Regions from separate parts of the Rattus norvegicus genome. Here region 2 is linked to region 1. A link is a contact called in public Hi-C data. All regions are on one chromosome and are shown on one strand. Each heading gives the region's core, a stretch centred on a gene start, on an enhancer-like site or on the middle of the called end of the contact. The rest is flanking DNA. Distances are from core to core; before and after follow the strand shown.

The links. A called contact is a pair of places that touch in the nucleus more often than the background predicts.
Region 2: a Hi-C map of psoas muscle shows a contact between it and region 1, with 2.8 times the contacts expected there. The contact joins the enhancer-like site here to the promoter of Jarid2 in region 1. A contact is called at or near these places in 1 of 12 Hi-C or Micro-C datasets (psoas muscle) and 1 of 1 datasets of contacts at active chromatin or transcription factors (oligodendrocytes).

Annotation. Positions count from the first base shown.
Region 1 is chr17:20,157,197-20,164,003 of GRCr8, reverse strand. Jarid2 (jumonji and AT-rich interaction domain containing 2) reads left to right here and starts at 2,034. Exons shown (of 18, transcript NM_001427247.1): 1 at 2,034-2,603. The coding sequence starts at 2,559. It overlaps Jarid2l1 (jumonji and AT-rich interaction domain containing 2 like 1), which reads right to left and starts at 1,706. Exons shown (of 3, transcript XM_063276985.1): 1 at 1,585-1,706; 2 at 1-1,328. The coding sequence starts at 1,706. The coding sequence ends at 674.
Region 2 is chr17:20,662,856-20,669,607 of GRCr8, reverse strand. It overlaps the pseudogene LOC103694056. Among named protein-coding and RNA genes, the nearest start is that of RGD1596092, 100 kb to the left of the region's middle. Within about 2 kb of position 4,922, at least 18 of the 93 cell types and tissues checked have an H3K27ac peak or open chromatin away from gene starts, as enhancers often do.

The sequences.
Region 1 (6,807 bases), core at 785-3,284:
GGTATGTATATATTTTTAAGTAAGGGAGTCATGTCAACGCATAAAAGAGTCCAGTTACCTGCCTGGTTCTAAACTAGGTTTTTGTTACTTTAGAATCCTCGTAAGCTTTGGCCAGAGTCAACTTGTAGATGTGGAAACTGTGAGAAGCTTCGGAAAGCCATTGCTTACTTGTCTGAAGTGGTCACTGTGCCATTTGAACCCATAGGTGTTAACTCGCTTTTTTGGAACTTTCTAGACACCACGACTGTTGCAACTAATACGCAGTGGTCGTGACTCGAGTGCTGAACTGCCGGGAACCGGAGGAAGAATACAATGTGCATGCAGGTGGAGGGGAGAGGCTCCAGCCTTTTCGTTTTTTCCTGAGGCTAGCCAGTCAGATTTGAAAAACAGGACCTTGAAGACCATAGGTTAGAACCAGGAAATTAGCGCAGAAGCTGCCGTGAGACTTGATAAAGTTACTGCGAGTGCGAATGCCCCAGAGAGCGACAGCAGGGCCTGCGATCCATTGATCTGAGCGACTGGCGAGCCTGGGCAGGGGCTGGGGCAGGTAAGGCTGTGGGGCACAGACCGTTGGTCTTTTGGGCACTCAGTGTTCGAGACGTTTCCTTACGGTCGGCCTGTGTGTGGTTCGGTCTCCATATTCCGCGGATGTTTTCACCTCAGCGTTTGAGTCTCACTCGCGGACAGCCCTAGTCTTGAGGGTAAAGACCCCCTTAACCGTCTTCAGAGACGGCGGGGCTTCACCTCCGAGCCACCAGCGCTGGCCTAGTGTCGCGCCGGCCGGAGATACGCGGGCTGGCGACCACGAGGCCGCGTGCCTAGCCCAGAGGCTGCCCTCCCTTCCGCTCCGCGCGTGGGCTCGCGTGCGGCCGCCGGCCGGCGTTAAGCCGTGACCTCGGACCACCCCGGCCGGCCGCGCGGCGTTTGCTCGGCACACGGGCGCTGTCCTGAGGTGACACCGCCTGCAACGGCAGAAGCAGCAGACGCCGCCGATCAGCGAGTTCGCACCGAGGATTCCTCTTGGTGCGTGGCCCAGTTTTTTTTTTTTTTTTTTTTTGCTTAGGACCCGCTCCAAGCCCTCGCTGACACCGCCCCCCGCGCCGCCACGCTCCGAGGCCTTCCCCGGGGAAGCCTGGCGGCTTTCCCTCGCGGGCCCGCGGCGCGCTCTCGCGCGCGATTCCTCGATTCCACAGGCGGTTCGCGCCCGGGGTGGGGGCGGGGCGCGCGGGGCCGGGCCGGCGGCCCGCGGGGAGGGGACTGGGGGCGGGCCGGCGTGGGGAGTTCCTCGCTCCCGGACCACACGCTCCGCGGGCCAATCCCGAGCCACCCTCTAGCAGTGTCGCACGCGGGACACGTCCAAGCGTTTGTTGGCAGGGCTGGGGAAGGGGGAGGGGGAGACCTCAGGGAAGGGAGTTGAGTGACAGGAGGTGTGGGGCACGCTGGGAATTGTAGTTCTTAGCTTCCGTGGCCATAGCCATTTTGTAGTCAAGGGACTACAACTTCCAGAAGATCAAGGGGACTATTCTAAGGTGCCCCGGGAATAGGCGGCTCTCCCCCGGGCCGGGCGTCCTGGGGCAGTGGTACCCTGCTGCCCGGCTGCAGGTAGACGTGAGGGCAGTGGCGAAGGCTTGCATGCGGCGACTGTTGGGTGAGCGGACTGCCGGGGGGAAAGGGGCTGAGGTGGAGCGACCGAGCGTGCCATGCATTGAGCTAGGGAGCCTCTCTCAATTCCAGGACTGGGCTCGGCATGGGAGAGGCGCCTGACGGGCGGCCCGCAAAGGATTCGCTGAGGCCTCTCCGGGGTCTCGTCGACGGGGCTGCGGGAGTTCTCTGCACTGGGCCAGGGTTTGTGGGCAAAGGGTAGGCAGGCGTGCGGGGGCTCAGCTGTGGGAGTTTTCGGCTGGCGAGAGATGGCGAATTAGCCGAGGAGCCCTAACTTGTATAAAAGCAGAGTCCATTTAAAGTTGGGCTGGATAGCCTCTCTCTCATTGGTTAGGGGGCTTGGAAAAAAGAGACTCGGCGAGCCCTCCGCTGTGGTGCTGCCGCCGCCGCCGCCGCCGCTGGAGTTGACTCTTCTGCTCGCACTGCTGCTGCAGCACAAACGTGACTTCCAACGTTTTAAATTTATCTTTCCTTTTTCTTTTTCAAGATGTAACTACAGATCAGATGCTAAGGACCTTCACGTTTCGCTGATGTAGTTTTTGGAAGAAAAAGGGGGGGAGTGAAGGGCGTCGGTTTTTTTTTCTTTTTTTCTTTTTTTTTGTGTCTGTTGTATGTTTCGGGGGAAATTTTCCATTATGAGTGTTTTACTAAAGTGAATTTTTCTTGTTTGCTTCGTTCGTCTTTGGCTCTTTTTATTTTTTTTCTTTTATCCTTCTCAATTTCGGATTTATTTCAAGGCGAATCTGGCTTTGGGGGAAGAGGAAGAAAAGTCGGATTACAAGATCAACCACCACCACCAACAATAAAAACCACCAGGATATTTTTTTGCAAATTTCTGACGGCTTTAAATTCATGAAGCAATTGTCCCCTTTTGCAATCAGCATTTGGATCTCAGAATGAGCAAGGAAAGACCCAAGAGGAATATCATTCAGAAGAAATACGTAAGTGCTCCTAACAACACATCCTTTGGCTTGCAGTTTTAAGCGATGGCTGTGAATGTCAAGTTTATAGATAATTCTGCAGCTGAAAGGTTCTAAACGTAGCGTCCGATAAGGCTCTTTCTTTTTCCGAAAGGGCTTTTCAGGCAAAGTCGTGTCTGCCTAGTTTGGTTGAGAAAACAGACTGGTGTACAGATACCTCAAGTATATAAATTGACCTCGAATGACACAACGTTAATGTACTTTAGATGAAAGGCAAGGGGTTTTGGTGGAGGTTGGGGTTCTGTGTGTGTGTGTGTGGGGGGGGGGGGCTGCAGTGATCTAACTGCATTCTCGGGAGGATTTGGCCCCATATTGCACTTTGCATACAAATGAGCCGGTTATTAGTGTTATTTGGAAAATCGTGTAAGGTGTGTGTGTTGGAAGCTCTTTAAGTTGCAATTCAGAGTACGATTATGGCGATCTTGCACATTTAATATATGTGGCCGTTTTTGGCTTATCTAGTTTGCAACATAACCCAGTTGGGAATTATGTTACAGGGAATGCATTTATTGGTATTGACTTTTATAAAGAGGCTGGTTTTGATTCTAAAAAGAAATCATGGTTTCTAGTTTGAGGGGGAAAACATAGCTCATGTAAAAGTGTATGTGTTTGAGTGAGTGCAACTGTTAGTACGAATAATTTCGTCCTGTAAACTGGGTTTCTGAAATGGGTTGTAATGGTTACATTTGTTTTGTGCATAGTATAGCAGCGTTTTGCTTGGCATAGGGAGTGTTTTTGTTTTGTGTAGTGGCTTTTTTTTGGTAAGTTTGGGGGGAGGGAGTATAGAGGGGAATCGGGGGATTAACCAAATATGCACTCGAGTGATCCGGTGGTTAGCTACATATGCTTTAGAGCAAAGAACACATTTTCCTTTTTCCAGAAAAAAAGGGTCCTTGAAGGTACATAAAGAAAAATGCGACCTTATAAGAAAGTTTTATTTAACTAGGGTCGATAATTTGGTCTTAATGTTTTCCCTTTTTGGTTAGTGTGGAGTGTATAATGGGAGATGACCTTTGGGGCAGTGCTTTTGTAAAATATGTATATATATGTGTGTGTATTTAATGGAAAACCTGAATACCTCTTCCGGAGAGCTGATCCTAATCTATACACGTAAACTTAACTATGAAAGAAAGGCAAGATTAAATAATGAAGCTCAACTTACAAGCTATTCCATAAGGAATTTAAGAATTAAAATACATCCGCATTGCAGAGGGCTGGGTAAAGCGCAAAGGACTAGTTTAAACTCGATGTGTAGAAACTGCATGGACACACAGAGCTTTGCCTTGGAGCGTGGACTCCTGCCCAGACCATGTCTGTTTCTGACGTAGCCACAAAGGAGATGGGGTAGAACTTGGGACAAGAACCCCCCCCCCCCATCCCGGATCCCGATAAGTTGGAGAACACCATGGGTAGGCTTTTTTTGTTTTTTGCTGGAGGCCAGTAGATCCTGTCGAGTCTGGACATCCGGCCCCAAGCCGAGGTGGCCGGCGGTGGCCGTGCGAGGCAGAGCGTGAGTTGCTGCTGTGGGAACCCAGTCGGCCCAGGCGGTGTTCCGGACGCAGCCGGCCCAGAGGGTGCGCGGGGCCCGCAGCGCTCTGGGCCGTGGCCCGGGCTCGGGAAGCGGGCGCGCGGGCGGCCTGTAGGGGGCAGACTCTGGGTTGTGCTCTGGCCGGGCGGGTGGGTGGGGCTCGCGGGCGGCGCGGCGTGCTGACTCGGGGCGGGACAGGCTGGGTTAGTGAGGCTAGGGGGTAGTTGGGGGGGGCGGGGAGGAAGGGAAGGATGCCTCTGGCGCCCCCCGCAGAGCACAAGGCTGAGCTTGGCGGCTCTGGCATCTCTAAGCCGCCCTGCCCGCAGGCTCCGGCGCGGTCTCGAGAGCAACAGGTTAAGCAGGAGGTAAGTCAGCGCGCCCCCTCCCCGCCCCGCGGCCTTCTTTTGCCTTGAGCCTTTGCACCCCCCATCCGGGCCGTCACGTCCTCTCTCCGCCCCTTGCCCCCTGTGGCTTTAGTTCCTCGGTCCTCCCCTTTTGGAGCTGCCGCTCTGTTGTCATTGTGACGTCACAAAGGGACGGCCCGGTGGAACCTTCCCCTCCTCCGTGATGTCAAAAGTCGGGCGGGAGGTTCCAGGCGCGGCCTGAGTGGGAGCTCCAGGAGCTGCGGAGCGGGGCGTGGGAGGAGGAAAGGATGTGGCTGACCTGACCTTCCGCTTTGAGGTGCCCCAGGTCCCAGCAGGTGAGCGTTGGGGAGCCAAACCCTCACCGAGTGCCCTTGAACCTTCTCAAACTACTTCGGGACTGAGGAGCAGGGGCCAGGCTCCCTAGCGCAGGAATATTTTCAGTTCCAGGTCTTTGATGGTGGGACATATCACTAGTTCTCACTCAGACCCATGTTAGTGAAAGCAAAGAAAACTGCATTTAGGAAGCGCTTTCTTTACCTTGTGTGCGTATGGAGTTGAGGATTTGGTTACTTTGTCGAGTTGGGGTGCCTATGCAGGAGGTGGCATAACCTTGAAGGGGGGGTGCTGCTTTATTGCCTTATGTTTTTACTGCCTTCGTGGAAGAGCTGTCATCTGTTCTCCTGAATTTTGGGGAGAGGAAGGACTGACTGTATTCCAAAGAGCAGGACTTAGAGACCCACTGGACTTAGTTCTTAACAGAATAAATGGTTCATGGTGTGAATCTTCACTATTCGCTAAAGTGGAAAAAGTCATAACTGCTTTTGTCATTTTACTCAGTCACTGAGATTATGTGGGTGGAAGATAGATACAGTGTGCTGCTTCATATGGAAGGTGGCATTATTACTTGAGCTGGAGGAAGGCAGCATGTTTTCTCCAATTGGTCTCAAAAGCTTTCTATGCCTTCCATTTAGTTTATTGCCTTAGCAAAGAGTTTGAGTGTGATTGTAGAGGGAAGGCTTTGGGAGAAATGAGTATTATATTTCTTATTAAATGACATCCTTGAGAACCTCATAAATTGAAATATAATCCTGTCTTAATTGTGTTGGGCATGACTCCAACTACAATACCTTAAATAACTGGAAAAGGTTGCCTTTCAGAGCCTCAATTCACTTGGACAATAACCCAGTTGCTTGTTTCCCCCAGTGTGTATTTTCTGCCATGATCCTTGTAGTTGGTTACTCCTACCGGAAGTAGGGAATGATAACCTGGCCATTCGGCCTTAGCCTGATACCAGATGGGAGCAGATACTTCAGAAACAAATGATCGGGCTGCTGTTTAGGATAACTTTAGCAGACTCTGTACCACTGGGTTATAATGTTGAAAACAGCACATGCTATGACATCTTCATGTGGAAGTCACAGGACAGTGCTGACTCTGTTCTTTCTTCTTTACTTGGGCTTGAATTCAGAACTTAAGGCTTCTTTGGAAGGTGTTTACCTTTCCCTGTGAACAGAGAGTTGTATCACCAGCCCTTACCTAATCTGTTTAAGGATCTAGTTTTTCAAATGCCTCTAATTTCAGACTTGTAAAGTGGAGACAGTTCAAGGTCATCTTTAGTTACATATCCAGTCTCTCAGTTCATGCATGCCCTTGTGGGCTACATAAAAAAACTGTCTCAAACATTCTCTGCGCCCAGTGTGGCTCAGTTGGTTTGCCTAGCAAACAGGAATTCCTGATTTTCATTGGTCCCAATCTCCAGATAAACTGGGCCTGATGGTGTCCAATCTGGAGGTTTAAGCAGAAAGATCAGGAGTTCAAGGTCATTCTTTGTTACATAGCATGTAGGAGGCCAGCAGCTGGAAATATGAGACCCTCTCAAAAACATACCCAAGACTACCCCATGACCCCAGAAAGTGAGTTAAGTTCATAAAGTTCAGAAAGTTCTTTTTTTTTTTTTTTTTCCGGAGCTGGGGACCGAACCCAGGGCCTTGCACTTCCTAGGTAAGCACTCTACCTCTGAGCTAAATCCCCAGCCCCTCAGAAAGTTCTTATACAATTTATAGTTACAAATATATAGCTTAGTGCTGGAATGCAAAGTCCCAGGGGTTTGATCTGTAGCACAAAAAAAGTTCAAAGAAATGATGGTGTCCTCTGGTATGGTTGGTACACACTTTTAATCTCCAGCAATGAGGAGGCAGAGGTTTGAGGCCAACCTGGTCTAAACAAGAAGTTCTAGGCCAGCCAGGGCTAGGTAGTGAGATGTCTCCAAAAG
Region 2 (6,752 bases), core at 3,673-6,172, 500 kb before region 1:
TACTATGAATGCCCCTCTTGTAACTTACATTCAAATCATTAAAATCTCTCTTTTTTTTTGGTTCTTTTTTTCGGAGCTGGGGACCGAACCCAGGGCCTTGCGCTTCCTAGGCAAGCACTCTACCACTGAGCTAAATCCCCAACCCCCATTAAAATCTCTTAACAGTTATTAAAGTACTATTAAGTGGGGATACTTCTAAACCACAGCACATATGATTAATGCAGTGGGAAAGTTCTCAGCATATATGAGGATCTCTTAGATCTCCCAGCCTCCTGAGATATATATATATATATTTTTTTTTTCTTCTTATAAATGACTCTGTCTCTGGCATTCCATTATAGCAAATCAAAGGGGTGAAGACATCACTCATACACCCATTTTGCAGATGAAGAAACTGAGGCACAAGCAGTTTGAAGTCCTGGCCCATATATTGAGGCTAGTGGTATCTTAGGCAAGGCAGGAATATGTGCCACCTAGAACCAGATTGGGTCTCTTGCTTTACGCATACTGAAGCCATGATTTATCTCACAGGAAATCAAAGCTACTAGTCCAGCAGCAAATCACAGGAGATGAGAGGTAAGAGCTAGAAGTGTCTGTAGACATTTGAAACCAGTGATGTGTGTTATCCAGCTAGGCTTCACTTTGATGTGCGACTTTAAGTATGTGATTTAAATCTCGCTGGGGCCTCCCTGAGAACTTCACAGGCTGCTGATGAATTAAACGGGATAATTTCACGTGCAAGTAATCTTTCCCAGGATAGGAATGAGAAGTCATATGGACTGTGGGATTAGACAGCAGACAGCTCCTGATTCTAATAGACTAAGTCTCTACTCACCTGACCTACCAGAAGTAATCTATAAATAGCTCCCTCTCAAATTTCCACTCAAAACCTCCAGTGTAGCAACTACCCATGCCGGTACCTATGGTTAGATCCGACCTGCCTGTGTTCACAGCCAGACAGCCTAGCTGTCCCTGTGATGGACTTGATTCCCACCTGGTGCCAAGCATCACCTCCAATAGGGGCAAGTTGAGTTCCCAGGTGGGACCCACCTCTGTGACAGCATCAAAAGACTCATGATGGTGTCTGGTCCCAGCTGGTGGCACTACTGAGAGAGCATTGTGTAATGGGTGTGCTAACCTCATCAGCAGGTTAGTCAACGGATCAATCAGAGCAGAAGGAACCAGTAGGGGATAGGGGCTGGTTGAACAAAGTAGGTCATGGAAGTTGTGCTTTCAAGGGTGCGTCTTGCCACCATATCCTCCCCACTCCCTCCCCTGTGCCTGCTTCCTGGAGGCCATGATGTGAGCAGCTTTGCTCTACTGTGTAGTCACGCCCTCTGCCATGATGTTTGACCTGGTCTCAGACCCAAGCAACCATGGCCTGAGAGCATGAACCAAACACATCTTTTCTTCTTCCACTGGGCCAGCCAATCCAGGTGAACCTGTGCATTCTGGGTTCAGAGAGAGGCCCCGTCTCAAAAAATAAGGAGACCTGCATGAAAAAGACATGTACGCAACTCCCTACCCCCCACATTCTCTCAAGGGGGTGGGGGGAGAAAGAATTAAAAAAAAAAAAAACATTGTTAAGAATCTGAAACTCGGGGCTGGAGAGATGACGCATTGACTAAGAGCACTGACTGCTCTTCCAGAGGACCTGAGTTCAATTCCCAGCAACCACATGGTGGCTCACAGCCATCTGTAATGGGGTCTGATGCCCTCTTCTGGTGTGTCTGAAGACAGTGACAGTGTACTCATATTCATAAAATTAATAAATAAATCTTTTTTAAAAAGCTGAAACTCTTCAGAAAGTTAATAATATTAATTAATTGGTGCTATACAAAATGTAAACTTGACAGAGCTTATGACAAACTCTTCAGAAAGCGTTCCAGAGCCCTATTCCTGCCTCCAGAACATTCACCTGAGCCACCATGCTGAACCCTCCTGAGGGCACATACACCCATTGTTAGCAAGTATTAAGATTTTTTTTTTTTTTTGGTTTTGTTTGTTTGGTTTTTTTGTTGTGAGGAAAGAGACAATAGTTCTTTTCCAACTCTGTCTCTTGAAACTCCAACCGAGAAAGCCTTTGAGACACTCAGGCTCTGTTTCCTTCTCTGCTGAGAAGAGAAATAGTGGGAAAAACCCTAACAGCTACCTCAAAAAGACGCTCAGCTGCTCACGCGTTCACGGTGCGCCTTGCTCAGCTGGGCAGTGGGGGAGAAGGGGGAGGTGACATGACGCAGGGGCAGGAATCAGTGAAAGCACTTGCCATCAGATTGAAATCCTGTACAGCACAGATTAGTGGTGCTGTCCCTAACTAAGCACATCTCTAGTCCTGGGATGCCTCCATGAAATTACTTGAATTAACATGAATGTGGTATCAGCGGTATGGAAATATCTATCCTATTTTAAACATTGAGAGCCCCTCTTTTTAAAAACAGAGAAGGGAGGAGGGAAGGATGAAAATTATCTTAATAACAGTACGAAGTCTTCACAAAGTCTGAGTGGAAATGGAAGAGGATGAAGGGGAACCCTGGCATAGCGTCTGTCTGTCTGAACACAGTCTGTCCTGCTTGGCTTCCTGTGAGGTGGACTCGTAACAGGTTAGATTAGCCTTAGTAGCTGATATGGTGACGGCTTCTCTGATAATAAACAAGGAGTTGCCCACCTGGCCACCCAACTCGGTTTGCATTACGCCCTTGCGTTTCCTGTACGTTGGCCTTGGGTACCTCTGTCATCACCTTATACCAGACTCGGGGTTTGTTTGATTAGGAGCCCCAGTACATTCTTCACGATGAGCTCCGGATTCCCTAACTTAATTTCCTGTTCAAGTCATTTTCACCGAGTTATACCTTCATCTGCACATTCTTGCAAATGTATGACTTAAGCTCCCAGAGAGACTGTCAAATTCCATTAGAAGGGAATCCTGCCTTGACTCTACGAGTATTTACCAAGAGAGCCTGTATGGTGATTTGACCCATAGGGAATGGCACTGTTAGGAGGTGTGCCCTTGTTGGACTAGGTGTGGCTTTTTTGGAGGACGTGCATCCCTAGCAGGTAAGCTTTGGGGTCTCAGAAACTCAAGCCGATTCTCTTCTTGCTGCCTGCAGATCAAGATGGAGAAGTCTCATCTACCTCTCTAGCACCATGTCTGCCTGTGAACCACCATGCTCCCCACCATGACAAAAATGGACTAAACTCCCGAAACTGTTAGCCAGTCCCAATTAAATGTTCTTTCTTTAGAAGAGTTGCTATGGCCATGGTGTCTCTTCCCAGCAAAAGAACCCTAACTAAGACAGCCTGCTACATATGGCAGAAGGTGTCTGTGCAGAAACAAAAGGGGATTCAGGTAGGGAATTTAATTGTCGCAGAATGGGGACCCCCCACACTAGGCTCAGAGCGGGCAGATCATGCTCTGGGTCCTGCAGCACTGAGGGTTCCAGGGAAGAGACAAACGCTTACAGGATTCACCTCTCTGCTACTGATGTCTACTTGCCCTGACACTGCCTTTGGCAGAAACTTCCAGAGCCTTCCCTTCTTTGACATCCAGAGAACCAAACTCTCGGTTTGTGCCCATAACCTATACCACTAACAGAGGTGATGCTGCAGCTTTTGATTGGATAGGGCCCGACTAATTACAGTAGTGATGATGATGATGATGACGACGACGACGACGACGATGATGTAAGTTGAGACAGAAATGTGACTGGAAATACAAACAAAGCAATGGCTCTTCAAGTTGGGCTTCTTGCTTCTGCCTCCCGGTCCCCTGTGCCCAGCTGAGCCTCACTGCCAGCTTGGAGCAGCAGCAGCAGCAGTTTGATGCCAGTTTCTCGCGGGGTTGCCACACTCCCTGACGCGTGCCATCCAGCCTAATCTACTCGAGCTGTATCGAAATGAAAAATGAACAGGAGGTAGATCTTGCTGCTAAAACATATGTGTCAGAAAATCATTATGAGTATTAAATTACAGCAATAAAACGAACCAGAACTAATCTTGCAAATTAAGATCCAATAAATTCTTTTTTCATGGACATACCTTTTCTCTTAAAAAAAAAAAAAGAAAGAAAGAAAGAAAGAAAGAAAAGAAAAGAAAAAAATCGCAAAATAAAATTGAGACCAGCTGCGTGAAAAGCTGAGTCTACGGCTTTGGCAGACGGAATTGGGAAGAGGTATGAAACCTGCCTTTTCAATGTGATAAATGGGCGTGTATTCTTGAGGGCAGGGGCGGAGGCTGACTAGCGGACAGCTATTGCCCCTGTGCCAGATGCTATAATGATCGGATTTTACACTGAGGTACCTATGTGGTTTTGGTGTTCAGTTTATTCATACGTGTTCCCGCCCCTCTCCTCGGCCCCTCCCCCTGCGCGCCCCCCTCCCCCCTTTGCTCCTTGGCTGGGGTCCTGCTGACATAAGAAACTAGTACATTGCTGATAACCTCTTATTTTGGAAGAGAGGACGCTGCCGTTCAAATTAAATCTGAAGCTATAAACAAGCCTTTGGAGAGTTGCCTGCTCCCTGGAATAACAGGATAACGCGCTCCCCGCCCCCCCACCCTGCGGGAGAAAAGAGACTGTAATTAGTTCATTGTCCGCCAATGGGCACAAAGGGCGCAATGCCCCGCACTGGGCTCCCTTTCAAGGCAAGATCTCCGGGCAGATGTTAATTAAGTGAGTAACTTCTATGGTCTCCTGGAAACGGCTCCCCTTCCAAAAGGGGACATTGAGGAAAGGGTGTGTGCCCTGACCAAGAACATACAGAAAGAGTCCCGGAAGAAGAAGAGAAACGAAACAAAACAAAACAAACAAACAAACAAAAAAACCCAGGATTCATCTCCCCGCTGTCAGCCCTCCTGCTGCTGGCACTGGCAGAACGTTCCAGAGCCGTTCTTCGACGCTTGCCGAACCAAACTATTTATAGCCGCGCAATCATTATAAATAAATCTGTTTGTGCCGCGTGGCGCCTTGGCCCCGCATGAGTTAAAACTCTCGGCTGGCAGCTATAAATAGCTGTTACACGCTCCAGTGTGACGACTGACGGGTACGTCCTCAAATTGTGACAAATAATGACAAGTTTGTTTGACAAACATTCCGCTGACATTCATCTGATTTTGAATAAATGGTGCCGCTTTCTTAATTTGGTCCCTGAGGCCCGGGATCTGGGAGACTTTCTTTCTTCTCCCTCCCTCACCTCCTGCCCGGGAACTGTCCTGCAGTCCGAGGTTGTTTTCTCCCCCTAATCAACTGGAAGGGATTGAGGCCATTTAGGGGGAAGCTTATTAAATCCATCATTTGTCTCCTGGGACAGTTCTGCTGTAGGGGCTTTGCAAGGGTCTGGGGAGTTTTGTTAATGACATGAGTGCCAGAGGGAGACAGAAGGGAATGAGAGGGCCAGGCTGGGGTGTTGGGCAATGCAAGATACAATAGGAAGACGAAGTGAAATTGAACCCAAAAAGTTGAGTTCTCGGGCTTCAAGGAGGATCCGAGAAATACATGTTCTGGAAGCCTCTTAAAAGGAAACAGGGAAAGATGGGTGTGTGGGCAGAGGGACTCACAGCCTGGTGCCCCTGGGGAGTTGTCTAGGACTAGGTTGAGGTCCCCAGAGCCTGAGGTCCCTTCTCTAGGTCAGCTGGTGTTAACATGCATCCTGTGTTACACAGGATCTTAAAATACACGCAGACTGTCTATTGTAACGAGGTCCTTATGCTGGGAGAGCTGGGATGAACTAAACTTCCACATCCAGGGCTCCATGTTCATCAACCATCGGGTGGCTTACTGCCTTTAAAGCCCTTCAAACCGTCCTGTCTGGGGCTAGCACCCTCTCTCTCTGTACTAACTCTGTGTATAACCCCATGCATGTTCTTTGAATGTGTGTGTATATATGTTATGTGCATGTGAGTGTGTGTGTGTGTGTGTGTGTGTGTGTGTGTGAGTAGATGTGTATGTGTATTGTGGGGGGGAGCGTATGTATGTGTGTCTGAGTGTGTATGTGTATGTGTGTGTATGTTTGTGTGTGTGAGTTTATGTGTGAGTGTGAATGTGTGTGGTTGTATGTGAGAGTGTGTGTATGTGAGTGTATCGTGAGTGTGTATAAGAGTATGTGTGAATGAGTATATGTGTGAGTGTGAGTGTGTATGTGATCGTGTGTACTTATGTGTGTATGTGTATGTGAGTGTGTATGTGTGTATGTGAGTGTATGTGTGAGTGTGTATATGTGTGAGTGTGTGTACGTACGTGCATGTGTGACTGTGAGTATGTGCATGTGACTGTGTGTGATTATGTATGTATGTGTATGTGAGAGTGTGTGTGAGTATGTACGTGAGTGTATGTGTGAGTATGTGCATGTGTGAGCATGAGACTATGTGTGTGTATATGTGTGCAGGGGCACATGCATAAGATAATGCATACGTACATAAAGAGTAGAAGACCCTCTTGGGAGCTGTCAATGTTGGGTTTTGTCTTGTTATTTGCTTGTTTGGTTTGGTTTTGAGACAGAGTCTCTCTCTGGTCTGTAACTGACCAAGTAGGTAAGACCAGTGGCCAGTGAGCCCAGGATCTCCCTGTCTCTGCCTCCCCAGGGCTGGGATTACAAGTGCATATCATCACGCCCCACGAATTTTACTGTGGGTGTTGGGGACTAGATTCAGATCTCCATGCCTACGAGACAAGTACATTCCTAACTAAACTAGCATCTGAGCCCTCCCTTTTCTGGTCTGTCCTCCATAAAGCTTTCGCCATCTTTTCAACACTCGACTCT